Linked DNA regions of Mus musculus: all the other regions are linked to region 1. Evidence: chromatin contacts called from public ChIA-PET, HiChIP or PLAC-seq and promoter capture Hi-C data. All regions are on one chromosome and are shown on one strand. Each heading gives the region's core, a stretch centred on a gene start, on an enhancer-like site or on the middle of the called end of the contact. The rest is flanking DNA. Distances are from core to core; before and after follow the strand shown. Region 1 holds the start of Snn (stannin). Region 2 overlaps Clec16a (C-type lectin domain family 16, member A). Region 3 overlaps Clec16a (C-type lectin domain family 16, member A). Region 4 overlaps Clec16a (C-type lectin domain family 16, member A). Region 5 has its middle 9.9 kb from the start of Prm1.

Region 1 (4,986 bases), core at 1,585-4,084:
CAGCTGGGCCCCAGCGAGCCCTTATCTTTCTTGTTAATGAAAATCTGAGAACCTCCAGCCAGTCCCACTGGGAAGACCCTGGGCCAGATGTCACCATAGAGAAAGAAGGGGCCCAGAGAGAGGATGCGGGTTGCCAGAGGAGAGCAAGACATCCTGCCTGCTTGTCACGGAGAGAGAGTAAGGGCCTGGGTAAAGCAGGCTCCTGGCTATAAGTGCAGGGCTCCCAGCTGCCCCCGTGGCTCAACCACAGGCAAGATGCCTGCAGCCTCTGCCACCTTCAGTAGCTGACTTACCCACTGACTGCTCAAAGTGTGTTTTCCACTTATCACCCACTCCTGGGAGCTCATAAGAAAAGCAAAATCTAGGCCAGGCGGTGGTGGCTCATGCCTTTAGTTCCAACACCCAGGAGACAGAGGTGGGCAGATCTCTGTGAGTTCGAGACCAGCCTGATCTACAGAGTGAGTTCCAGATCAGCCAGGGCTACACAGAGAGACCCTGTTTCAAAAAGCCAAAAACAAATAAAACAACAACAATGACAACAAAACAGAATCTCAGGTTCAAAGCAACTATTGCATTGTGACACTCTCTTGGGTGACTTTGAGGCATATACTTGTTTGTACTCCAGTGTCCTCATCTGTACATTAGGGGTTGGGTTTGGGAATATGCAGTGTTTAGTAAAGTAATCAATTCATTCTAAGTGCCAGACTGGCACTTATGTAGCCCAGGCAGGCCTCAAACTCAAAATGTAGATAAGGAAGACCTTTGAGTTCCTGATTCTGACTCTATCTCCCAAATACTGAGATTATAGATGTGTGCTGCTGTGTCCTCTCTATGCAGTCCTGGGGATGAAACCCGGTCCTCTTGCATGCTAGACAAGTGTTCTATTAGCCTGCCACTTTTGAAATTAGTCCTGTCTATTATTGTTAGCACCAGCGAGGTAACAGAGCTATCTGGGTTTCTGCCAGTCACTGCCTTTCTCACCATCTCCAACAGTGGGATGCAGGAGACCCACCATGAAGCCGAGGAGCTGAGGCTCAGAGAGGTGAAGTCACCGGCCAAAATCCAAATGTGGTGATCTGAGTCTTCTCTAAACTTACCCATGTTAGTAAGGTAACCAGTGAGCAGGTAGGCGTCCTTCCCCTGTGCCCATTACTTGATGGGTTCCCAGTTCCATGAGGTTTGTTTGCTGATGACCCCATTTTTCAGATGAGGAAAAGTGAGACACAGAGGTTAGGTTAGCCCTCCAGTAGGCAAGGCTAGATTTGAAGTCATTTCTGTGGTATGCTGCTCACCTCTCCCCACGTCCTCCCCTCAGTCATATATATACCTGCTCGTGTTTATCTCCCTGCCAGCCCCAGCTCTGGAGTTCTGGACCTACCTATTCCAGGCCTAGACCACTAATGAGAGGCAGGAGCTCTGAGGACGCACAGCGATGGGCAGGTCTGTGAACAGGAGCTGTTCAGAGCCATCAGGCTCTAGGCTCTACGGCAGCTGGCCCAGAGCCCTGCTTCCTTCTGCCTCTCTACACCAAAGCCAGCTTACTTCCTCAGCCCAGTCCTTCAGCAGCAGAGACAGCCTTGCCATCTTACTATTCATTCATTATATCTTATAAAGAGCCTACTGTGTACTGACTGTTCTGTAGGCTCACCAGTGAACGATTCAGTCTTAGTCCTGAAACGGAGACTGAAAGCTAATGAGATGCCCTTAGAAAACACGATTTCCCAATGGACATGAAAGTCCATTGACTGGGAAAGAGAGCAAGGGTGTGAAGCTGAGATCTGAAAGATGGTGTGGAAGAACGTTTAAGATAAAAGAAATGACATGGGCCAAAGGATGAGAGGTATGGAGGGGAATCACTCTGCTGAGGTGAAGTGAGGGAGTTCCCACACTTCAGCTTGTGTGCAGGACCTTAAGAAAGTTAGCAGTCCCTAGCTTCCCAGCTCCCAGGGGGATATCCCAGTCTTATCTGCCCCAACCAAGTTATTTCTTCCTGGCTTCCCAAGTACCTTGGGCCTCAGAGGTCTTCAAACTCTTTGTGGAGTTCCTGGTGGCCATCACGGAGTGTCCCATCCTCTCTCAGACTCTTTTTGGGGGGCAGTCAGTACACCAATTAGCACCTTTGTGTTCCTAGCCAGTTGTGTCTAGCTTCAAATCCTGCCTCCAGGACAGCACATCAGAGTATTTTAAGTCTTCTGGAGTGTTGAGTTCCTCATGTCAAATGGGTCGGTATGTTTTTATTTGGCGTTCTTTTGATGTTGTTGAGTGGACTGAACAGAGTACGGCACTTGGTGAAGGCTTAACTAAGAGGTTATTGAGTCCGCATCCCTGAGGACAGGACCTGGTTTGTCTGGCTAGTGGCTCAAGGGCGCAGCAAGATACATGATCAGTGCAGAAGGGTGGATAGATGAAAGGATAATGATGGAATTGAAGGGGAAAAAAGGAAGGAAGAAAAGAAGAGAAAAGAAAAGATGAGAAAAGGAAAGAAAATCATTCGTCTCTGCCTGTAATCTCCGGGCGGTGTATCACACTCTTACCGCTGTGCGCCTCAGTTTCCCCTCTGTCGTTGGGTTGACCCTCGAAGAAAGAGGACGCCAGGCGCAGGCCCAGTACTGCCGGCACCCAATAAGCGCTCAAGGAAGCCTGGCCTCCCGCCTTCTCTGCCCCAGCTCCGGGAGCCGCCAGCTGAGAAACACTACCCACCCCCTTGCTTACACTCCCTCTGCCCATTGTGCGCCTCCGGGCCCAGAGCGCACGTGACTCCACCCAGCCCGCTCCGCTCCGCCCCGCCGTCCCAGCGCGATCTCCAGTTGGTCGCACCAGAGCGCCCCGCCCCCAATCAGGGCGGAGCCCAAGCACCTCGCCCCCTGCTGATCGGGCTCTGGCGTCTGGCGAGGGCTCCGCGGCCGACCCGGCTGGCGCGCAGGCGGAGCCGGGGCGGCGGGGCTGCTGCTGGCTAATTGCACAGGACTGCGGGCCGCGACATGGTCAGCAGGGATGGGCAGAGCAGGCGGGTAGGGGGAAGGGACGCGCCGGATGGATCGGGGTGCGGCGCTGGCGGGTCGGCGCGGCAGATGCCGCGCGCGGGCGGGGGCTCTTTGTCCTCCGCCGCGGGATTGGGACAAAGGAGGTAGCGGGGGGCGGAGGCTGCTTGGCTGGGCATCTGCCCCTCTCCGTGACCCACGGTTCTATGTCCTGCGCGGATCCTCCGGGCTGCCCGGAACACTCACTCCGCATTGACGGGGTTCCTGGCAGCGCCCCAGCGTGGTCAAGATGGGATCGAGGGGAACGGGGGCCCAGGGAAAATCTGGCGCTCGTTTCATTGGTGGGGAGACTGAGGCTGAGCCGCAGCGTTTGGTCCCAGGTCGGGTCGGCAGTGATTGCGCGGCGTGGGCTTGAATGGGTCTCTGGGACCCCCCCCCCAGGGAAAAAAACTGGGGTCAGGCGGACTTGATTTGTCTTCAGCTGTCGTTTCCTCCTCAGCTGTCGCCCCCTGAACAGGCCCCTACTTCCCTAGCGCCTCGCCTTGCTCCTTCGATAGAGTGGGAGAGACGCGGCGTCGCCTGGCACCGCGCCTGCACACCGCCCGCGCTCAGCACGCGGGAGCTGCTGGGACGCTTGTCATTAGTGTCCAGTCCTCTCGACCCAGGTCACCTAGACTATCTCCTAAGGAGGGGTCAAACACAGACTCATTGTGCTCAGCTTTCAGGAGAAAGAAGACAGGTCAGACATATGACGTTTTAGAATCAGGTTTGAAATCGGTTATTTAGGATCGGGGCTTCCTGGGTATCTGCACCTCCACTTTTTAAACTGTGTGACCTTGGGGACCGAGTTAACTTCTCTAAGCTACAGATTATTTGTCAAGTAGGAAGAGCAGTCATTCGGTTCTAGGATTGTTTTGATGCAGAAGTTTTGGAGAGATCCACATGAGATGTTGGAGCTCAAAAGTGTGGCATCAAGGAACTTTTCAGCATCGACTATTATATCACCGCCAGAGTTGTATGGCCAGATGGGACCCTGACGAGTGGGGGCAGAATTCAGGCTTGGACTATGAGATTGCAGCTCACCTCGGGCAGTTCCCAAACTTCTTAGTCTTAGTTTCCTTTCCTGGCATAAGAACTGGGAGTAGGGTGGCATCTGGAGCAGATTTCTCTTCTGGAGGAGGAAGGGGAGGGGAGAGGACAATGGGCACAGCCATGATAGATGTTCCCTTTTCTTTCCTGTTGCTGTTGGTCCTCCATCTAAGCTCTTGGATGGCAGAAGCCCTCGGTGATGGTGCCTTTGGGGTTTGACCAAGCAGAACCCTGAGCAGGAAATACTTCTGGTCTGGGGTCCCCTGAAGAGGACACTTGGAAGGTGGCCTTGCTGGAGGATGGAGCAGTGCAGGAAGCCCCTGGATGTTAGTTGGCCCTGAAAGCAGGGCAGTATTTCTCACTGCCTTGGAGGCCCTGGGAGGTGGAAGCTTTGGATGGAGTGGCAGAGTGGTGCCCAGCTGAGTACAATAGCACTGGTGATGTGCCCAGTTAAGTGATGAGTAGGCAGAGGATGTCCCCAGAGAAGAGGCTATTTGTGACATGGGTCCAGGCCAGGCTTTGTGCCCTGAGGTACAAGAAGTTACAGAGAAAAAGGCAAGACATTAAGAACAGCCTGCTGTGGATAAGAGTGGTGAGAACCTGGCCTGCCTTGTTGCCTTCTGGGTGGGGTGAAAGGTTAGCTTTGGGATCCCATGAAGAGGTAGGGATAACAGACGCCTTTCCAAGGAAGACCTAAAGGAGAGTGTGAATTTTAGGAGACCTCTGCCCAGAGGTCACCACACTGTATGTCATTTTGAGACCAGTGTGTTCTAGGACCAGTTACCCATTGGTCTGGGCCTTGAGAAACCAGGCCCAGCAATTCTCAGCATTGCAGACTGAACTGGCTGTGGTGTGCCCAGACCCACATTGACCAGTGCTCACCTAAAAGTTGTCACTGCAGCTGCTCCCGAACAGG
Region 2 (4,986 bases), core at 1,314-3,813, 480 kb before region 1:
TTTGGAGACAATCTGATCGTTATGCACATTTCTGCAGAAAGCCTCTCAGAGGCTGCTCTCAGGAGACATGTTTGTTGTTTATTTTGCCTTGTCCCCACTTCACCTGCTGCTAATTGACACTTCATTTATATTAATAACAGTTTAAAATGTCCTTTTGAACTCTTTTGTTTGACACCATTTTCAAGCCCCAGTGTAGTAACCGAAGCTCTTCCCAGAATGTCTTCCATGAGCAGTGCTGAAGTCGGACTTGGGGTTGGAAGATCTGAGCCCAGAGTTTTTTGGGGAACTGGATTTCACAGATGGCAAGAACATTTAGCTTGTTAGTGTGTGTGTGTGTGTGTGTGTGTGTGTGTGTGAGCACATTCAAATATACATGCATGTATATGCACGTGTATGTCAAGGCCAGAGATTGATGTCATATTTCTTCCTCAGTTGCTTCTTACTTGGTCTTCTTTGAGATAGGTCTCTCGATGAACCTAGAATTCACTGCTTCAGCTAAATTGGCTGATTAGTGGCCTCTAAGGAAGTGTCTTTCTCTGCCTCTACTCTGCTTTCCCAGCTCTGGGAATACAGATAAACACCATGATGCCTGTTTCTAATATAGTACTTGGGACTCAAATTTAAGTCCTTGTGCATGCACGGCAATCGTGTTTCTGATGGATCCATCTCCCAGCCTCTTATCAAGTGTTTAAATGCATAATGCATTATTGTTGCCAGCAGGCCAGTGTCTCACAGATCTCTTAAACTCATTCATCATGTTCTCCATGTGATCCAGAGCCACCCCAAAACGGAAACTGTATTCCTCTTGAACCGTTCCTACTTCCCTGTCCCTGCAGGCACTGTCCCACCCTCTGCTTCTATGAGTTTGATGATTTTAGATATCTCATGTAACGAAGTGGAATCATGTAAGGTATTTCTTTTCTTTTATTGGTTTACTACATGTAGAATGGTGTCCTCAAGGTTTACCCATTTTGCTATTGCCAAATTTCTTTAAATTGTAAAGGCAGAATAATGTATTATATGTATATACCCACTTTCTTTTTTAATTTTGCGTCTCTTCTTGTCATATACTGATTATACATTACAGATTCATTATGGCATTTTTGTACATGCATATGAAATATTTTATCATATTCAATCCCGTTACACTCTCTTGTCCCATCTCACGCCTGATGATCTGCTTCCCTTTCCCCACTAATTCCCCTGCTGCTTTCATTTCCTTTTTTATTTTTCCCAATGACCAGGGAATTTCAGTAGGGCTCTATACAGGAGCATGTGGGTCCTCCCACCCTCGAGGATCATCGGCCCATACAATCCACAGGGCAAAGGGAGCAGAGATGATGGGGTTGGGGATCTGGAAGCCCTGTGAGTCCGTACAGTGAGTGACTACGCTGGAACCACCCTCGGGGCAGATCAACATTACTTAGGGTGATTGAAGGCTTATAAAGTGTTAGGGGGGCTGAGGGTAGGGACATGCAGGATGGGCGGAGGTGATTGGCTGGGGGGCTTAGGGTACCCTAAGCATGGGGAAGCATTTCAGGGATCTCAGGTGTTGGCTGAACAGGTTTTGTCAAAACCTGTAACCAAACTAAGGCTACCTAACATTCCTCAGAGAGAGGGTTTTGGATTTTCCAGACAAGGTTAGAAAAGGAGAAGATCCACTAATGAAGTGAGTCTCCCATATTCTGCTGATCCCAGAGGCTCTCTAGTCATGGTGGACTTCATCATTAATTAGCAGAGTTTTCCCACAAGAGCATGGGCACCTTACCAGTAGCTACACAACTAAAGAAAATGTTTCTCTGTTTCCCAGAAACTATTACTGCCAATAAGTCCTCACAGAAGACAGAGCAGAGCCTGCACCTCTCCTCCCAACTACCATTAACTGACAGACAATATGTCATCAGGAGGGGTGCGGCCTCGTGAGCTCCCTGACTTCATGACACAACATTGGTAGGTCAGGTCTTATGCACGTCATCACAGCAATTATGAGCTCAGAGTGCAGCAGCCCCATCATGCTTGGGACACAGTTTTCCACAGCACTCCACTCCATCCTCTAGCTCTTACATTTCCCACCTTCTCCATGATGTTCCTTGAAGTTTGAAGGAGGAGGATGTGAGTGTCCCATTCTGACTAAGCATTCAGCAATCATTCACGTCTACCCATTTTCTTTATTACTTCATCTGCTAGCTTGCAGACTTCTAAAGGACATTTTTTAGTGAGGTAATTGTAGATTTGCATGCAGCTGTAAGAAATAACACAGAGATTGTCCCTGGTTTTATCCCATGTGGATGCCTACAGAACTACAGTACCTGACCACAAGTAGGACACAACAAACAGGCTGTGGTTTGCAGCTTAAGCAAAAGCACAGAGCAGATGGCAACTGGCCACCTCTCAGATGGCTCTCAGGAGGTCTGTCCTTTTTCCCCATGGTCTCCTCTTGGGGCAGAGGTCCAGCCTCCACTGTGGGAGACACACCCACTGGTTGCATGAGTGGCTGAACAGAAGGAGCTGGCACTTGAGAGGCTGGTTTCTCTGTAGGTGTTAGATCAAAGCCCCACCTTCTGATGCCTGTAGATGGAAATCCTAGACTAGCTGCCAAGGTAACTGGCAGTTGTGAATTGTTTAACAGTAGTCCTGTGCAAGTTGCCTGCCTTCCCTCTGAGTGACAACAGTCTCCTACTATTTCCTGCCTGGCTCGGATGTGGTTGATCAAACTTGTTTTAACTTCTTGGTCTTTTTTACCCTACTTTCTCCTTCCTGTAATTTGTAGATAAGTTACTGGTATTGCTTCATTTTTACCAGCAGACCTCTTGCAAACCCAAACCAAAATTGGAGAGAAGCAGAGGAGAGACAGAATTATACTGAAGGGCTATAATTTAGGGTTAAATTTAACACAGATCAGAATAGGCAGATAAATGTCTAATTGAAATTCCTGTGTGCATTACCATCATATGGTAGGCAGGCAGGCATGACGCTGGAGCAGGAGCTGAGAGCTTACATCTTATCTACAAGTTGGAGGCCTGGTGTGGGCTTTGAAGCACAGTGCACACCTCCAGCAAGACCACACCAGCTAATTTCTTCCTAAATCATTCAACTGGGAACTAAACATTCAAAACTATAAGACAGTGGGGGCATTCTCATTCGGACTACCACACATACCCAAGAGTGGCAACTCATATGGTAGCCTCTTCTATTGTTTGCAAAGTGATTATGGGTTGGAACTGGGGATGTGCTTCGGTACCTGTAGGTGTTTTTTTAGGTTACCGAAAGACGGAGTAACACCAGAAATGGAGTCCAGGCTGATGTTTAACTTACTGTATCGCATGGGGTAGTTGGTCTTAGGTTTATCATCTTTCTGCTTTACCCTCATGAGTTCAAGGGTACTCAGTGCTGGAATAAATGAGGCAGCAAGGCCAGGGACAGCAGTCATGAGGTGCTTGTGACTTTGTTGTGAAGACTCTCAGCATGCTGTTTCTTGTGCTGTTCACATGTTACACTCTGCATCTGGTACCTGCAGCAGTGAGTGCCTCAAGGTGTCCCAGGTTGAGTTAGTCTGCGTCTCCAGGCCTCAGTCTTATTGCTTCTACAGCTAGAATAACAAACATGGCTTTGAAGGGAGGGCTTCTGCTATGTGTAGTGTTTGTTCTTAGGTCTAGCACCAGTTGGTGCAGGAATGTTAGGTGAGGCTGTACAACCTCATCCCCTATATGGGGCCTATATAAGTGTGCGTGGGTGGGCACGCTGTTGTTGGAACTGAACTATATTCAGCAGGCGCTTGGGGAAGCACTTCAGATGCAGGCAAGGGCATAAAGAGGGCAGGAAGCATCAGCAATAACAAGTGACAGAGACTGCTAAGACTAGAGTAGACATTGCCATTGGTGACAGTGAGCTAAACCCTCAGCTTGCACTCTGCTTTCCAACTTAACCACCAGGTTTCACCTCTAGGTGGTGCAAATATTTTATCACTCATATGTGTGCCAGGACTGGCTGGCTGGGAGTTCAGAATATCAGCTAAGAGACAGAATAGCTTTTTCCCTCCGAATTAGTCATTGACTATATCTGTAGGTGTCAGGTGAGCCAGTTGGGAAGGTACCCAAATGGTTCTCTGGGGAGTGCATGTGCATCTGTATGTTACTTACACTTCTCTTTATGGCTCCTGCCATTCCTCTGCTTAGCAGAAAACCCTACCAGGATAAGATGTATACAGTCATCATCTGAGACCACAGGAGCCTGGCTTCTTTGGGTCATGTGTTTGCTGGCTCAGAGTGTCAGAGACCATCTCGGGGACCCTTGGCTCTGTCACAGGGCTGCTCTGGGATTTGGGTGTCCTGCTGAATGCCTTGGTAGGAGTTTATCTTCCAGCTGGGATGGGAGCTCCAAGGCACACGTGTTTTAGTGAGAGGGCTGTGAATACCAAAAGGAGCAAACAGACCTGTAGAGTCAAGGGCCATCACTAACTCAGTCACATGCATTCTCACAAGAGAATGGGTCTCAGAATAGTCTTTTCTATGCAGCCACTGTGGAATCTCAGCTCCTGGACATCCTGTAAGAAGAGGATCTGAGTGCTGAAGGAAATGCTGGAGTGTTCTCATGCCCCATACGTCAAGAAAGACAGCATTGCATTAGCTTTAGGGACTCACCCTGGGCATAAGTTGGGCTTGGTAGCTAAAAGGAATCCTGTTGTATTGAGACTCTAGACAGGAAGTCTCTACCAAGGCTGAAGGTATCTTGGACTAAAGACCAGGACCCTGTTCCTGGTCCAACAGGGATAGACCCCCCCCCAAGACACTCATCACTTCTGGTATGTGTATGCTGTGCCTTTTCTGGATTTTGTTACCAGAGTGGCCTCTCTGGGTGCTTGCAGTTCTTAACAAGATGTTTGAGTTACTCTAGTGTGGTTCAATGTATTTATCATTTTTTTCAGAAAGTAACTGTAGGTGTCTCCTCTGTGTCAGGCGTCATTCTAGGCACTGGAGATAGACCAGT
Region 3 (4,986 bases), core at 687-3,186, 430 kb before region 1:
TGAAGTATCATCTTGAGTTTAGTGAGATGACCTTTAGGATCTGAAGGATTTGGAGACATTTATCTTCAGGTAATTCTTGCTTTAAGAGATCCACTTATACCAGTGTCATACAGTTTTGTTTGGCTCTGACCATAAGGCATGAGAAAACGCCCTCAGCAGCAGTCTTTCCAGACACTGAGAAGGTCCTTTTGGCTTTATAACCTGGCCAGGTGAGGATGTAACATATGCTGGAAGTTGTTTCGTTTGTGTGAGCATCATGGTAGATGGCCTCTGGAAGTGGAAGAGGTAACACAGCAGGGCTTTTCCAAAGAATGTCCATGGTCAGGGTGGGAGGGGAGAGAGGAGTTATTTGGAGGGGGGTTAGTTTAGTAGGAATAGGCATTGCCCTAGAGTCTTGAGAGTGATGGAGAGTGGACGGAAATGTGTGTAAAGAATGCCAAGTAGGCCGGGCAGTGGTGGCGCACACCTTTAATCCCAGCACTTGGAAGGCAGAGGCAGGCAGATTTCTGGTCTACAAAGTGAGTTCCAGGACAGCCAGGGCTACACAGAGAAACCCTGTCTCGAGGGAAAAAAAAAAAAAAGAGAGAGAGAGAATGCCACTTTTCCTAGATAAGTTGGTGAGTAGATGAAGGCAGACGTGGGGTCTGCTGAGACCACTCTCTCACCCTACTACTTCACATGGTGGATGAGTGGCTCAGAAGTCCAGCCGTGCTGGAGTCATCCTAGTGATCTCTGCAGGTCCTCCTGGTCCTGGTTCCCCTGAACAAGGCTCACACGGTTCCTGCTGGGCTGGGAGGTGGCGGCACAGCCCCTCTGTCCCACTGCCCTTGCTTACACTGCTGGTGCTTTGCACTAGGCCTGCCACCATTGTTGGTTTTAATTGAGCTAAGCCCAATCCTGTAATCTAAAACTCTACCTTGCCAGGACCAGATAACCTGATCCAGCTGCAGTTGTAGACATGCCCAGACAAAGGGGCAGCACTGTGGGCCACCACTCCGTGGGGAGGAAATCCCATGTACCCTTCAGAGAACTGCACTTGAACTTTAAGCAAAAGCATGCCCCTTCTAGTCCGCCCAGAAGAAAAAAGAAACCCTGGGGCTGCCCAGTGCTCTTTGGACCTCTCTCTTCCCCATAGAACTTCTAGAAATCTGTCTGCCTCTTGAATGCGCTGATGTTGTAAACACAGAAAAGCACAGAGTAGCCATTTCCCAGAAGCTGCCCCTCGGCCGGTCTGGAACAGAAGGAAAACTGCGTTTGCATTTTACTCCCAGCCCAGGGAGACAGGGTGCTTCTTACTCAGTTCATGATGTAGGACAGAGGCAGCACTGACTTCTCCCAAGCCCTAAGAGGCAGGCTCTGAGACTGTGCATTTTCTGTGCATTATTTTGCCTTCACACTGAGTGGCCTGATAGACATGGGCTCCAGCCTATTCTTTTCAGGCACACAACACCTTTTGCCATCCCATTCTTACAGTGAATCAGGTGGTGCTGGATTTTGCCCAAGGTGGAGTCCTATGCAGTCATTGTCCTTATCAACCAAATGCAAGACTTTCCTCAAAAACAAGTGGGGCTATCCATATAAACTTAGTGCTAGTACTAGCGGTTGTGCCTCCCCACCCAGGCACGAGCCTCACATGTTTAACATGGTGACTTAATAGCATTTCCCACTTTCCCAACCTCTCTGGAGAAGTAAGTGATGTTAAGCACCTGAAATATTAACCTTGTCTATGTTTTAATTCTATATTATGTATTACCTTCTTTTGTTGTTGTTGTGCTCTAATTATCTGATATGACTGACGAAACGCCAGCTTTCAACAGGAGGAGGCTGCTGAGCAGCACAATTTGATATTTAGCCTTTCATCTGTACATGTGTGCTCACATTCCCATATGTGTTTTAGTTTCTGGAATTTACAAGAACTTGTAATGAAAAGCAGGCGGCCTCCAAAGCCAAGCACAAGCACAGTCTTTGTAATGCTGTGTTTATGGAGTAGAAGAAGCTTCTCCCTACTCCCTTCCTATCTTTGCAGGGAGAAGAGATTTTCTTGGACATGTTTGAAGATGAGTACAGGAGCATGACAGTAAGTACAAAGCCAGAACATACAGAGGCTGGCACATAAGAGCATACAGAGGCTGGCACATACCTTCATGCCCACAAAATTTGCAGAGGGCTCTGTCTCATTTGGGGCTTTCTGGTCAAGTGGCAAAGATTGCTAGTGAGGTAAATGTGATTGCCACCATCACATCAACATCAGGGTATATTCATCCCAAGCCCCTGAAGTGTCTGCCTTTATTGCTTCCTCACCGTGTGCCCTTGGACGGGTTACTACATTCTGAGCCTGGCTGTTTGTCAGCTGTGCAGTGGGGCCCATACCTCTTGAGTTGCCCCAAGCAGATATAAAATACTCAGCAGCAGGCCTCATGCTGTGCCAATGTGAAAAAGTACATATGTCCACTTCTCCCCTCTCTTGCTCCCTGGGGTTTTTTGTTTGTTTTTGTTTGTTTGTTTGTTTTTTAAGACAGGGTTTCTCTGTGTAGCCCTGGCTGTCCTGGAACTCACTCTGTACACCAGGCTGGCCTCAAACTCAGAAATCCACCTGCCTCTGCCTCCCAAGTGCTGGGATTAAAGGCATGTGCCACCACTGCCCAGCAGACATTTTGATTTTTAATCCAAGACAGAATTTATTTTTTAAACAAAGCACTGTGGCTGGGCATAGCCGTGTGCACCTCATCCTAGCTATTTAGGACACTGAGGCAGGAAGATTTAAACCCAGGAAGTCAAAACTAGCCTGGGCAATATGGGGAGTATCTGTCCTGGGGGGAGGGGTGTTATTTGTTTTAATTCAGAAGTACTTATGAATTGTCATTTCATAAAAGGATACAGGAAAATAGAGTGTGGTCACAGTTTTACTCTAGTGATTATGGTTTATCCTGAACAATGTTTAGCATTCTCCAGAAATACGAAAGGGATGGACCCTGGGCCCTGCGACTGACATGAGTCTTCAGCTGGTCCTTAGGAGATGAGCTCTTGCCAGCCGAGGTGGGACAGGCCTCACTTAGTGTTGTTCCACTGCTGCATTAGATGGTGGCATTGTGTCTGTGAGGTGGTCAGAGTCACCTGCATATCATTAAACACAGGGATCCTTTATTGAGAACTGACTGCTTGCGAAGGTGAAGGCATATTGTATATATTGAGTGTGACACGCAACACAGTCTCATCTTAAAGAAAGTAAGATAGTTTATTTTAGAGCCAAATCTAAGTGACCATGTCTGGTACTCAGATTACCCTACACATGTTTTGTTAAGGAACTTGTTTCATGAAGTCACAGAACAAAATAGAATCATAAATCTAGACACTTCAAATCCATCAATAGGAACATGAGGTGACAGGTTATAACAAAAGTGAAGGAGGTCTCTATTGTAGGTCTCAGATGCTGTCTATGACAGTCAGATTACCACATTCCAAAAAGCTTCACCCAACAGTCACAGGATTCGTGCTCAGACAGAGGGGGGCAAGGAACTGCTATCAAGGAAGCTACAGATAGAGGACAGAGTTTGGCTCCAAGCCTGCAATATGCCAGCTCTCTATAACCAAGACTCCCTCACCAATCTGCTTTGTAGAATCGTCAACATTAGAATTGCTCTTTTTCTCTCTTGCTCTCTTCTTGCTCTCTTGCTCTCCCCTTCCCCATTCCCTTCCCTGCCCCTCCCCACGTGCTCATAGCCATGGCTGTCCTCTACTTCTCTTCTCTCTCCCTCTCTCTGCCTCTACTACCCTCTTAACTCCCCTCCCATTCCCTGAATAAACTCTATTCTATACTGAAGAAGAAGAAGGAGAAGAAGAAAGAAGGAAGGGGAGGGGAGGGGAGGGAGAAAGGAAGGAAGGAAGAAGAAGAAAAGCTTTTTTTTTTTCTTTTTTTCTCCCTTGGGAACTGTTGCTATTGTCTTCTTTATCCAGCTGAGGGAAAACAGGAGTCAGAGAGGCTGAGTAGTGTCCCTAAGTCTGTCCAGCCTGCTCGTGTCAGCTGGGCCTCCATGGAGAGTGATCCTCTGTGCTGCTTCTCTAGAGCAATAAGCTCAGGTGCAGTCCCTGCCGTCCCTGCCTCTCCCTGGAGCAGAGGACAGACTAGAGATGACAGCTCTCTATTTTGTTTGTCTCTCAGTCCCCAAGTAGCACTCAATAAATAGATGACAAGTGATCTTTTTCATGGACATAACTCACCAAAGCATGAAGTGATGGGGACATTTATAATGAACATAAGTGTTTAAAGTGTCAGAAAGAGAAGAGCAGACAGCATGGCTAAGTGGCTCCCTGGCTTCCATACCCATCTCCAGGGCTCTGGCAGCCGAGCCCTTACCTCATCTTTGTCACTGCCCCCCTGAAGCATCCATGGATCACTTTCAAGGTCATACCTCCTTTTCACGTGTGGGTTGTGGTGACTGTGCCTCCACCTTACTGACCCACACAGCCCCAGCCATGCCTAGGAGGGCATGGTACTTCCCTCTTCACACCATCAGTCACAGTGGAGCACTGCACAGGTTTTCAACGTCTCCTCTATCTAGTGCGGAGTCCCCTCCCAGAGTGCTCCTCCATGGTGCCCCTTTCAGCTTGGAAATGTTAACTCTACAGGTTGTTTATGATTTGAAAAAGTTGGGGCTCCCAAGCCCCTGAAGTGTTTGCCTTTATTGCTTCCTAACTGTGTGCCCTTGGGCGGGTTACTTTTAATCTGAGTCTGGCTGTTTGTCATCTCTGCAGTGGAGACCTCTGAGTTGAAATACCCAGCAGCTGGCCTCACACAGGACCCATAAGCCAAAAGTGTGTCCTCTCCCTCATCCCACCCCACAGGAAGTGTGTCCCCTCCCCTCATCCCACCCCACAGGAAGTGTGTTCCCTCATCCCACCCTACAGGAAGCTTCCTGGGGTTTGCTTCTTTTACTCCAGTGTTTATGCGTTCTGCTGGACAATGCTTGCCATTCTCCAGAAACACTA
Region 4 (4,986 bases), core at 884-3,383, 390 kb before region 1:
GTAGCAGGGTTACAGACATATGCTATAGCATCTGATTTTTATACTTGCACACTGAGCCATCTTTTTTTTTTCCATTTTGCATTTTGCTTTTTGGTGTTTTAAAACAGGGTCTCTCTGTGTAGCCCTGACTGTCCTGGAACTCGATCTGTAGACTAGGCTAGCCTTGAACTCACAGAGGCCTGCCTGCCTCTATCTCCCAAGTACAGAAATTACAGGCATGCGCCACCTCTAGGCTTCACTTGCTTCTAAAGTGCATTTGTCTACTATATGTGAGAGAGAGAAGTAGAAGGGTTAGGGGACAGCTAATGAAAACCAGATCTCAGCTTCACCTTGTTGACACAGTCTCTCTTGTTTCCTGCCACTGCAATGGGCTCCAGCGCACCCTGCTGCCTCTGCCTCCCAACTCCCTTTAGGTGTGCTGGGGTTACAGAAGCATGCTGCCATGTCTTGCCTTCTGCATAGGTTCCTGAGGTTGGACTCAGCTTATCAGGGTCTCACAGCAAACACTTTGAGCCATTTTCTTATCCCCTATTTATCTAGTTATATATGAGACATGGTCTTGCTAGGTAGCCCAGGATGGCCTCCAGCTTTCAGTTCTCCTGCCTCAGTCTCCTAAATATTGGGATTACATGTCAGTGTCCCCAATTCAGCTAAGAGACAAGTTTGTCAAATAGCTAAAGTGAAATAAATGAATTAATAAAGTTTCCTTTCTTGTTTAATTCAAGTATATTTATCTTTATTTTATGTGTATAGGTGTTTCCCCTGAATATATGTCTACACATCATGTGTGTGCATTGGCTGTGGAAGTCAGAAGAGGGTACTGCCTCCCTTGGAAATGGAGTTACAGATAATTATTAGCCACCATGTGGGTGCTGGGAAATGAACCTGGGTCCTCTGCAAGAGGAGTCTTAACTGCTGAGCTGCCTCTCCAGCCTAGCAAGTTCATTTTTAAGAGAAGGAAAAATAGTTGAGTGTGTCAGTATTGATTATGTCGGAGGCAGGGTTTAATGATTGACAGGTCATGTGACTGGGTATAGTATTGTACTGAGGAATGCTGATTAGGTTGGGTTTATATTAACCATACCAGTCTATATCACATACTTTAAAAGTGCTGCTCTGGTGCCAGAAATTTATTGGTAGTCATTGTGAATACCAGAAATTGAAAATACAAAGCAGGAAATTTGGTTTGTGAAGTCTGTAGCTTTTGTTTAAGTCCAAAGGTGTGGCCTATCTCCACCAGAGGTCTCCCATATTTTACTGTTAATGTTTGAAGTATACTGGATTCCCACAAGCTAATTAAAAATCAGCCTGCTATGCCGGTAAGCATTCAGTCTGAGAACTAATTTCTGCCAAACAGCCATAAATGTGTCCCCTGGTATGAAATTTAGACGTTCTTTCCCATCAGAAGATAGGCATGTGGTTTAGTCTAAACCTCTTAATTTGAGAAACAATGAAACCAACTAAAGCCCACCTAGAAAGGTCATACCTTGATGGAAGCCACAGAGCCTAAGAGGCAGCACACTGGGCTGCTGGCCCAGACCCCTCAATGTCCCTACCAGACCGTCATGCTCTTGCTGGGTAAGCTCACTGTCACCTACCTCTGTGCCAGGCACTGTTCTAGCTCTTTCCATACTTCCCTGAGACCTCATTGCAACCCAACAGGCAGATCCTATGACTGTCTCTCCATTCCATAAACCCTTTTCCTATGTACATTTAGAAGAGGAAATGGGAAACAGTTTCTTCAAGAATCTTCCACACAGGACAAAAGGAAGATGTATCCCCATGTGTCCCTTTAGGAATCTGAGGCTCAGACAGGTTACCCAGAGCTGGGAAGCACCTTCCTCACCTAGAAAATGGAGAGTGGATAGAGCCTGACCACATCCTCAGGAAGGCTCAGAACTGAGATCTCAGGGTGCTTCTGAGGGGCTCTGGTCCAAGCCCCTGTGAAAGGCTGTTGGGCCACCAAGCGTGACAGCACAGCTCAGGCATTCAGATCTTTTCTTGGAAATCTGGAGTCTTCTCTTCACTACAGAGTTAGGTAACTTTATTTACTCATGCTAGGGCTGTTTTCAAAGAGGAAATTATGCAATGTGCTATGCAAATATGCCATTCTGAGAGCAGAGCAGAGATAAGTGTGGTCAGCAGGAGAGGATGAGTCTGTGTCCCTGGTGACAGGCTGCATGCTTCCTGATAAGGGGACACACCGTGCTCTACTTGGACCTCGTTTCTGGTAATTGCATTTTCAGCAAGCTGTCTCCCTGTGAAATTGGTGCTGTACTCATGGGAAAAACAAGGAATGACAATTGATTCCGAGAGCACCCTGCTCTGTAGACCTGGGCAGTTGGTAGGATAGGGGATGCTGCCCTGCTTGCATTCCTGGAAATGTGGGAATGAGAAGGGTAAAGTTCTCATTTTATCCTCTTGAAAAAAGTCTCTGGCAACTTTCCTTGGGGGAAATAAACACAGATGGGTTTTTCAGGAACTTTGAGAAACTTGTTTGCATATTTGAGTAGACAAGGCATGCTAAGTAAAAAAATAAAAAAATAAATTAAAAAAAACAAAAAACAAAAAGGAAGACCCACCTCTGGAGGAAGGTACAGCTGAGCCAGTCCAAACCTGGACACCGGGACAAGCTGCCTGACATCATTGTTCCTGGGGTATTACAGTTACCCATCCCAGGGTAGCTGCCCAGGGAGCAAACAACAGATACCTATTTGTACCTGCAGATTTCGTACTAACTCATTGTTCATGGTGGTCCTGAAACACTTGTCATACCAAGTTCCTAAAGGACTAAGAGGTAGTATCCCTACTACTCCTGCTAGGGCATCAAATGGGTATTTGTGATATGGGCATTTTATAAGCATCAGTCAAAGTGACATAAAAGCCCTTACTGGTAGAGCACTTGCCTAGCATACATGCAGCCTAAAGTCCATTGCCAGCATTGGGAAAAAATGATAGAAGTGATGGAGGGCCATGGAGATGGTTTATCAATTCAAGTGCTTGCCATGAAAGCATTAGGACCAGTGTTAGGGTCCCCACCTCCATATAAAAGCTGTTATCCCTGCTGCTGTCCAGCAAGCTGGCTCATTAGACAAGCTGAAGCTTAGTTTTAGCAAGAGACCTTGCCATAATACAAAAGGTGAAGAGTAGTGGAGAAAGATGCTTGACATCAGCTTCATGTGCACGCAGATATGTCTTCATACATACAATCATACACCTGCCACACACAAGGAAAAATATTTTCTAAGTGATAGGCTGCAGCCGGGCATGGTGGCGCACGCCCTTAGTCCCAGCACTCAGGAGGCAGAGGCAGGTAGGTGGATTTCTGAGTTCAAGGCCAGCCTGGTCTACAAAGTGAGGTCCAGGACAGCCAGGGGGATACAGAGAAACCCTGCCTCAAAAAACAAAACAACAAAACAAAAAAAAAAAAAAAAAGAAAAGAAAAGAAAAAGAAGTGAGAGGGCTAGGGCGATGGCTCCATGGTTAAAAGTGAGTTCTGCTCTTCCAGAGAACCTGAGTTCCATTCCTAGCACCCACTCCTGGCAGCTCACAGCTGCCTGTGACTCCAGCTCCAGGGGACTCCAACACTTCCGGCCTCCAGAGGCAGCAGCACTGGTGTATACACACATTCAACTAAATAAATCTGATCATATGGCACAGGCACTGTGTGTTGAACACCTTGGGTCAAACATGCTGCTGTGGCTTGTTTGCAGATTATCTAGGAAGTCAACTTTAATCCAGTGGGCCATTTGGAAATCGTTCAAGCATGCATCCAAGTTGAAAGAGTCTACAGTGAACAACACCCGTGTACCACCTACCTGCCACCACTGACTCCATTCTTTTTAATCACCTTTCTACTTCTCTACCTTCAGTCCCCGAGACCTACTGGAAATACAATTCATATGTTAGGCAAGCACTCTGTCACTAAGCTAAATCCTAAACCAGAAATAATTTTATAAAACTTATTTCAAAGCAAGTTTGAGACCATCATACACTTCTCCTTAAATACTCTAGCTCTAAGTAACTGGACTACCCCAGTTTCATCAACACAGCTGGAAGATGATGGAGCCTAACACAAACCTTCAGGCTGTAGGCCAGGAGCATACAAGGTTTGTGCTTATTCAGGGATGTGTCCAGTAGCAGAGCTCTCATAACAGTACATGGGCCAGCAGTTCCGCAGTGAACAGGAGTGAGTGCAAAGGAGGCCCAAGGCAGTAGTGAGGCAGCTGAAGCAGCAGCAACAGCAGCCCAGGGGGTTGCTGTAGAAACCTTGAAGCCAAGCTCCAAGCTCAATTTCCCTTGGTTGACTGTGCTTCAGCAAATAGCTTGCTCTCCTTTACAACCTAAGGAATACGAGCAGCACACGTTGCCCCTTACTCACAGAGAGAAGTTTGTAGACCCTTTTCATCACAGAGCCAGTGACTTGCTCCATGGCTGCCCCTTGTTGTGCTGGAAGCTTCAAAGAAGACAGAGTAATTGATTGCTACTTGCAGCAAATATCCCTTAAGCTGTTGCTGGACTGATGGAGAAATGGTTACTTAATTTTCTTCAAAGGATTGATTTGACTGTCAGGGGAAGTTCTGGGCCTAAGTGAATGTACCCATTCATCTATCACTGCTGCCTAACCATCTGGGTATCAGGAACTGTGCCCTCCCCCACCCCACTGTCTCCAACTCACACAGACACCCTGGTAGCAATCCTTGGGACTTGACAGGTCTAGTTCCTACCAGACTCTTCTTGTTGACCTGTAGACTTGCTGGGACCTGGGCAGCCTTGTCACTCCAGCCTTTCTGAGTTCCATTAGGACCAGCCAGGCTTCCGGTAAGGGGCTCACTGACTCCCACAGAAACACAGTGGGAACAACTTCTGTCCATCTTTTTCATTGGAGAGTGGATTTTCTGTGCTACAAAATACCAACTCCCTTATAATGAGGCAGATCCCCAGTGTCAGATGGAAGATCCAAGGTGCTGTCATGGCTCAAGGTAT
Region 5 (4,986 bases), core at 836-3,335, 260 kb before region 1:
ATTGCTGGGATTACAAGCATTACACCAGACTTTTTTTTTTTTTTTTTGGTTTTTCGAGACAGGGTGTCTCTGTGTAGCTCTGGCTGTCCTAGAACTCACTCTGTAGACCAGGCTGGCCTCGAACTCAGAAATCCGTCTGCCTCTGCCTCCCAAGTGCTGGGATTAAAGGCGTGCGCCACCCCGCCCGGCTTACACCAGACTTTTAAATTTGCCTTTTAGCACCTAAAGCCAGTACATATTAAGAAAGAGTATGCGATGTTCCCGCACATGTTCACACTATAATGCATAAGTCACAGTAAGACTATCTACTTCCCTCACACACACACAGGACGGATGTGTGTGTGTGTGTGTGTGTGTGTGTGTGTGTCTGTGTGTGTGTGTTTGCATTCATAAGTCCCTGCAAAGTCAGATACGGACATTGAGTATTGTTCCTTGGGCACCATCTCCCTTGCTATGGGGGGAATCTCTTGCTATCCTAGAACTCTCAGTGTAGGCTAGGCTGACTAGCCAGTGGGTCCCAGGGCTCTTCCTGCTTCTGCCTCCATTGCAAGTACATGTCACCACCCCTGTGTGCCTAGGTCACACATGGGGCCTCATGCTCGCAAGGTAAGTGCTGTACTGACTGAGCCATCTCCCCAGCCCTTATTTCTTTATGGTAGAAACATTTGCTCTTTCTGGGGGTGTTTGAGGACACACAGTTTGAGAGCAAGAAAAGATCAAGCCAGAAGTGTGGGTGGCACATATACTTTCAGTCCCAGAACTCAGAAGGCAGAGACAGGAAGGTCTTTGTGAGTTCAAGTTCAAGGCCAGCTGGGGCTACAAGTGAGACCCTGTCCCCAAAAACAAAACAAAAACAAAAAACAACAAAAAAAAAAATCAGGCATAGTTGCTATTGCCTATAATCCCAACACTGAAGACTGAGGCAGGGCTGGGCGGTGGTGGTGCATGCCTTTAATCCCAGCACTCGGGAGGTAGAGGCAGGCGAATTTCTGAGTTTGAGGCCAGCCTGGTCTACAGAGTGAGTTCCAGGACAGCCAGGGCTACACAGAGAAACCCTGTCTTGAAAAAAAAAAACAAAAACAAAACAAACAAACAAACAAAAAAAAGACTGAGGCAGGAGAATTGTCACAAATTCAAGGGCAGCCTAGGCTATACAATGAGATCCTAACAAAGCAAAGGGCCAGGGGAATGGCTCAGTGAATAAGGTGCTTGCTTTGTAAGTATGAGGACCAGAACCTGGACCTTCAGAACCCAGGTAAACTAGGCAGGTGTGGGCACTCAGGAGGCAGTGATGGGGATATCTGGGGCAATCTGGCAAGTTAGACTAGATGGGATTGCCAAACTGAATTAAAGGAGAGACCATGCATCAAAAAAGTGGAGTGTTACTGAACAACCTCAGCCCTTCACATGTTCACACATATCATGTATCCACACACATGCATGTAGACGCATACATGCTCAGACAGATGGTCGTGCACCTGGAGAGATGGCTCGTACCACCAAGCTCGATGACTGAGTGTAATCTCCAGGACCCACGAATGGAAGAAGACTGACTCTCACAAGTTGTTCTCTGATCTTCTCACTCTCACTGCCGTTCACGGATGCTCATGCACATAAGCACACAAAAAATATTAGTGCGATAAAGTTAAGACAAAGGAAGTTCAGTGCAATTGGGAACACGAAGTTTGATCGTTTCAGGCTAGCCTTGGCAACATAATGAGACTGTTCCAAAAACAAAACAAAAACAAGCAAACCAGGAAAAGGTAACATTTTAAGAAGGCAGAGTCTTTGGCTAAATAGTGTGCTGGGGAGATTTAGAATGGCCATGAAGGAACCTTCTGGAACTCATTACCAGGGATCTTTCTGTGACTGGTGAAATAGTCAAATAGCTCATAGGTATTCTTGTGTGTGTTTCTCAAGGACAAGCCAGCCAGGTCCCTTCTGTGGCCCTGCACACCTACAGGTCCCATAAGTCACCCATCTGACAGGAAAGAGAAACTTAAGTGGCCAACTGTGGCTCATTTGCACTTGCTCTGTGGTTGGTTGCCACAGCTGGCTGCTCTAAGTGAAGAAGGCAGCAGTTCACGGTAAGCTATCAGCACGTGTGCACAGTGTTCTGCACCCTAGGACAGCTGCAGCGCCTGGGGGAAGCCAGGACAGTGGCAGAGCTGGGGGAACCACCAGGCAGTATCCACAACCCCTCCCCGCCCCCTGCCCAAAGCAACAACCTACAGTGGGGACTCGGTCTGAGCCAGGGCCTCAGTTTCTCCATCTGCAAAGGGGCAGTAAAGCCCTTGTCTTGAAGTCTAGCAGTAGAGTGCCCATGTCGTGGTACTGGTATACAGAATTTCAGAACAAGAATACAGAAATACAAATGAAACGATTGTTTCTGAATTAAAGTAGAAGAAAGCAAGCCAAGCCCTGCCCGACAGTCTCATCTGAAAAGAGAAGAAAGCTGGGGTGAATGTACTCTGCGTCTCCTATTTATTGCTATTCAGGTTGGGTTACAGGAAGGGAAACAAACACAAAACAGCCTTTGTCCTGCAGGTCACAATGTGTGTGGGTACTAGCTTGCAGTTAAAACAGTGTTTCGATGAGAGCTGAAATCTCTCTGGGACCCATTTAGAGCTGGCACTTTCCAAGCACTTGTGAGGAGACCTTTCTGGAGCACGTGTGAGCACAGGTCTCCAGGCCCAGACACGGGCATTCACTGTGAAGAGAAGCAGTGCAGGCTTGTCTTCCTCACCTCTACCTTTCAGAAAAAATGTTTAGGGTTGGTGTCACCATCTCCAGTCCAAAGAGGGGACTCCAAACCTAGTCCTTTCTGGTTCAAAAAGGTGTCTGACTGACAGCCTCAGCTCCAAGCCCTGGAGATGCTGATGTTAGCTGAACCAGTTGAGGCTGGCAGAGATACCTGCATTGGACTTTGAGAAGATGGGCTACAGTTACCAGGACCTAGAGATGTGAATGAGCCTCGTGATGAACACAAGTCTCTCCAAGGCAAGGACCGACTAAGTCCTCAGCTGCAGACCCCAAGCTGGGCCAGAGCTCACAGAGAAAGGAAAGGAAGCTATCAGGTAGAAGCAGACAGCCAAGCTTGTCTGAGCCTCCATCTCCACATCCACCAGGATCAGCAGCAGGAACTTTGCTAGCTTCATGTAAGGACCAAAAGCAACAAAGTGGGCCAGCATATATGAACAGGAGGTAGAGGACTGTGACTGTACAGGGTGCTTCCTTCCTGTCCAGGCTCTGTAGTGTCTGCTGGGTACAGGTCTTGGCCTCTCTCTGATTCATCTAATTCACACTATGGGGCTGTGGCAATAAAACTTAGTCCTAGTATGAGGACCCACGTTTAATCCCAGAACCTACATAAAAAGCCAGGAGTAGTGGTACCAGTATGGGGAAAGTAGAGAGAAGGGGGATGGGGTTTGCTGGCCTAATCTGTGAGCTCCAGGTTCAGAGAACCCTGTTTCAAAAACTAAGGTGAGGCGTGACTAGGGAAGACCTCAAATGTCTGGCCTACACACCCGTGTGTACACATACCATACAGACTAATTCACATTCCATAGATAGTTACTCCGTGCTGGGGGTGTGTCGGGAGCTCCCTGCCTCAGTCTCCTCATCAGTAGAGAGGCCATGGTATTGTTGCTTGCCTTACACAGGTGCATGGGAGAACGTAATACCTTTCCAGTTAGCAGATGGTGGCTTGCTGGTCACGGAGGCAAAGAGCAAGTACCTGTCAGGTGCGTTTCAAAACATTTTTCTCAGATGGGCCAAGCCTACTCAGTTCTCAGCTTCTCTGCCTCTGTGGCGGCATGTCCAGGATGCGCATGACTACTCTGCACCTTTTCCTCCATAACTGAAAATAACTTGTCCCCAGCAGGGTCGCAGTCTTGGGCACTGTGCCTACCAAGCCCACTGGAAGGTCAGACATTACTGGGTTTTGCTAGGTCATAAGCCTCCTCTTAGAAGGAAAGTTCTAGAAACTAATGATCGCCAGCAAACAGAGGCCCTCTAAAGACAAACCTTCCATTCTCAGTCACTTTGGTCACAATGTCTCTGAAGCGTGCGTCTTCCACTCTCTTCCAAGGTAAGGAGTGCAGGCCCCATAGGTTCCACAGGTGCACACGACTGTCTGGGAGTCCTCTGCAAGCAGAACAACATGGCCACCGTAAGTTAATCTCCCTCCCATCTAAAGTTTCCAAACCATGGATCACCATACCTGCAGCCCAGAGAAGCCGAATGATTTGTTCAAGATCACGTAGCAATTGATTCAAAATCACAGGGTGCTTAATAGTCCCCCCAAATTAATGTAACATATCAGCGAGGTCCCCAAAAGGCACAAAGCCATAGCTGTATCACGAACTCAAGTCCTGGGACAATGGCAACAAATGACACCAAACTGGGTGGTTCCAGTGGCAGAAGTGTCATCTATGGTTAAAGATTAAGGTGTCTGCCAGCTCTCAAAGTTTTGGCCAGCTTTTGCTCAAGAGGCAGAGACAGACAGATCTCTAAGAGTTTGAGAGTAACCTGGTCTTTGTAGTGATTTTCAGGACAGCCAGAGCTACAAAGTGAGACCCTGTCTTGGAAAAAAAAAAATCTGAGCACATCCTGTCTCCCTCCAATTAAGATTACCATGAGAGTACGGACGGATCTTTGGAGTTACTACATGTGGGATGCAGATACATTCTCAAAGGATTCAGAGGAAGCTTCCAGAGAGGCAGCGGGCATTAACAGTACCACAACTGTAGCATGTGACCACAGATCCACAAGTATTCCATCTATAAAATCCTCAGGTTTGGGGAGATACTGGAGTATCTCAGTAAATCCCAGCAAGGCTAGAACGGTGGGTCCTATCTCTGAGGACTCTGCTGTGGCTCCTGGAGTTTCCTGTGTTCGACAAGTGACCAAAGCTGTGATCAGGTGACTTCGGGCCTCTTTCCTGCCTTCTTTGTCCTGCAGTGTCTCCTCCACCCGACCCTTGCA

Evidence for each region. Promoter capture Hi-C pulls out the DNA fragments that hold promoters and counts their contacts. ChIA-PET counts read pairs in DNA pulled down with a chosen protein or histone mark. HiChIP or PLAC-seq counts read pairs in DNA pulled down with a chosen protein or histone mark.
Region 2: a contact with region 1 is called in an H3K4me3 HiChIP or PLAC-seq map of the SCID.adh cell line, with 12 read pairs. The contact joins the enhancer-like site here to the promoter of Snn in region 1. A contact is called at or near these places in 6 of 39 promoter capture datasets (the 3T3-L1 cell line, cranial neural crest, liver and 2 more), 2 of 484 Hi-C or Micro-C datasets (CD4 T cells and bone marrow-derived macrophages), 10 of 115 datasets of contacts at active chromatin or transcription factors (the SCID.adh cell line, T-cell acute lymphoblastic leukemia, bone marrow-derived macrophages and 6 more) and 2 of 9 other capture datasets (liver and macrophages).
Region 3: a promoter capture Hi-C map of cranial neural crest shows a contact between it and region 1. The contact joins the enhancer-like site here to the promoter of Snn in region 1. A contact is called at or near these places in 5 of 39 promoter capture datasets (cranial neural crest, hippocampal neurons, liver and 2 more), 1 of 15 datasets of contacts at CTCF or cohesin (the NIH/3T3 cell line), 3 of 115 datasets of contacts at active chromatin or transcription factors (the SCID.adh cell line, memory CD8 T cells and pancreatic cancer cells) and 1 of 9 other capture datasets (adipose tissue).
Region 4: a contact with region 1 is called in a FOXA1 HiChIP or PLAC-seq map of pancreatic cancer cells. The contact joins the enhancer-like site here to the promoter of Snn in region 1. A contact is called at or near these places in 2 of 39 promoter capture datasets (liver and pre-B cells) and 3 of 115 datasets of contacts at active chromatin or transcription factors (the SCID.adh cell line, memory CD8 T cells and pancreatic cancer cells).
Region 5: an RNA polymerase II ChIA-PET map of memory CD8 T cells shows a contact between it and region 1, with 23 read pairs. The contact joins the enhancer-like site here to the promoter of Snn in region 1. A contact is called at or near these places in 17 of 39 promoter capture datasets (the 3T3-L1 cell line, 3T3-L1-derived adipocytes, the SN4741 cell line and 11 more), 3 of 115 datasets of contacts at active chromatin or transcription factors (embryonic stem cells, memory CD8 T cells and pancreatic cancer cells) and 3 of 9 other capture datasets (adipose tissue, liver and pancreatic islet).

What each region holds. Positions count from the first base shown.
Region 1 is chr16:11,063,464-11,068,449 of GRCm38.p6, forward strand. Snn (stannin) reads left to right here and starts at 2,835. Exons shown (of 2, transcript NM_009223.3): 1 at 2,835-2,984. Gm9861 (a long non-coding RNA gene) reads right to left here and starts at 2,805. Exons shown (of 2, transcript XR_003951968.1): 1 at 2,535-2,805.
Region 2 is chr16:10,582,813-10,587,798 of GRCm38.p6, forward strand. The region is part of intron 9 of Clec16a (C-type lectin domain family 16, member A); the gene reads left to right. Among named protein-coding and RNA genes, the nearest start is that of Clec16a, 40 kb to the left of the region's middle. Within about 2 kb of position 2,564, at least 64 of the 459 cell types and tissues checked have an H3K27ac peak or open chromatin away from gene starts, as enhancers often do. A contact at or near this core is called in the SCID.adh cell line, T-cell acute lymphoblastic leukemia, double positive thymocytes and 2 more, where this site is marked.
Region 3 is chr16:10,633,220-10,638,205 of GRCm38.p6, forward strand. Clec16a (C-type lectin domain family 16, member A) reads left to right here. Exons shown (of 23, transcript NM_001204229.1): 16 at 2,027-2,077. Among named protein-coding and RNA genes, the nearest start is that of Gm52264, 23 kb to the right of the region's middle. Within about 2 kb of position 1,937, at least 18 of the 459 cell types and tissues checked have an H3K27ac peak or open chromatin away from gene starts, as enhancers often do.
Region 4 is chr16:10,674,773-10,679,758 of GRCm38.p6, forward strand. The region is part of intron 18 of Clec16a (C-type lectin domain family 16, member A); the gene reads left to right. It overlaps Gm15558 (a long non-coding RNA gene), which reads right to left. Exons shown (of 5, transcript XR_384655.3): 3 at 3,819-3,885. Among named protein-coding and RNA genes, the nearest start is that of Gm15558, 6.3 kb to the right of the region's middle. Within about 2 kb of position 2,134, at least 60 of the 459 cell types and tissues checked have an H3K27ac peak or open chromatin away from gene starts, as enhancers often do. A contact at or near this core is called in the SCID.adh cell line, liver and pancreatic cancer cells, where this site is marked.
Region 5 is chr16:10,804,241-10,809,226 of GRCm38.p6, forward strand. No RefSeq gene overlaps it. Among named protein-coding and RNA genes, the nearest start is that of Prm1, 9.9 kb to the left of the region's middle. Within about 2 kb of position 2,086, at least 42 of the 459 cell types and tissues checked have an H3K27ac peak or open chromatin away from gene starts, as enhancers often do. A contact at or near this core is called in memory CD8 T cells and trophoblast stem cells, where this site is marked.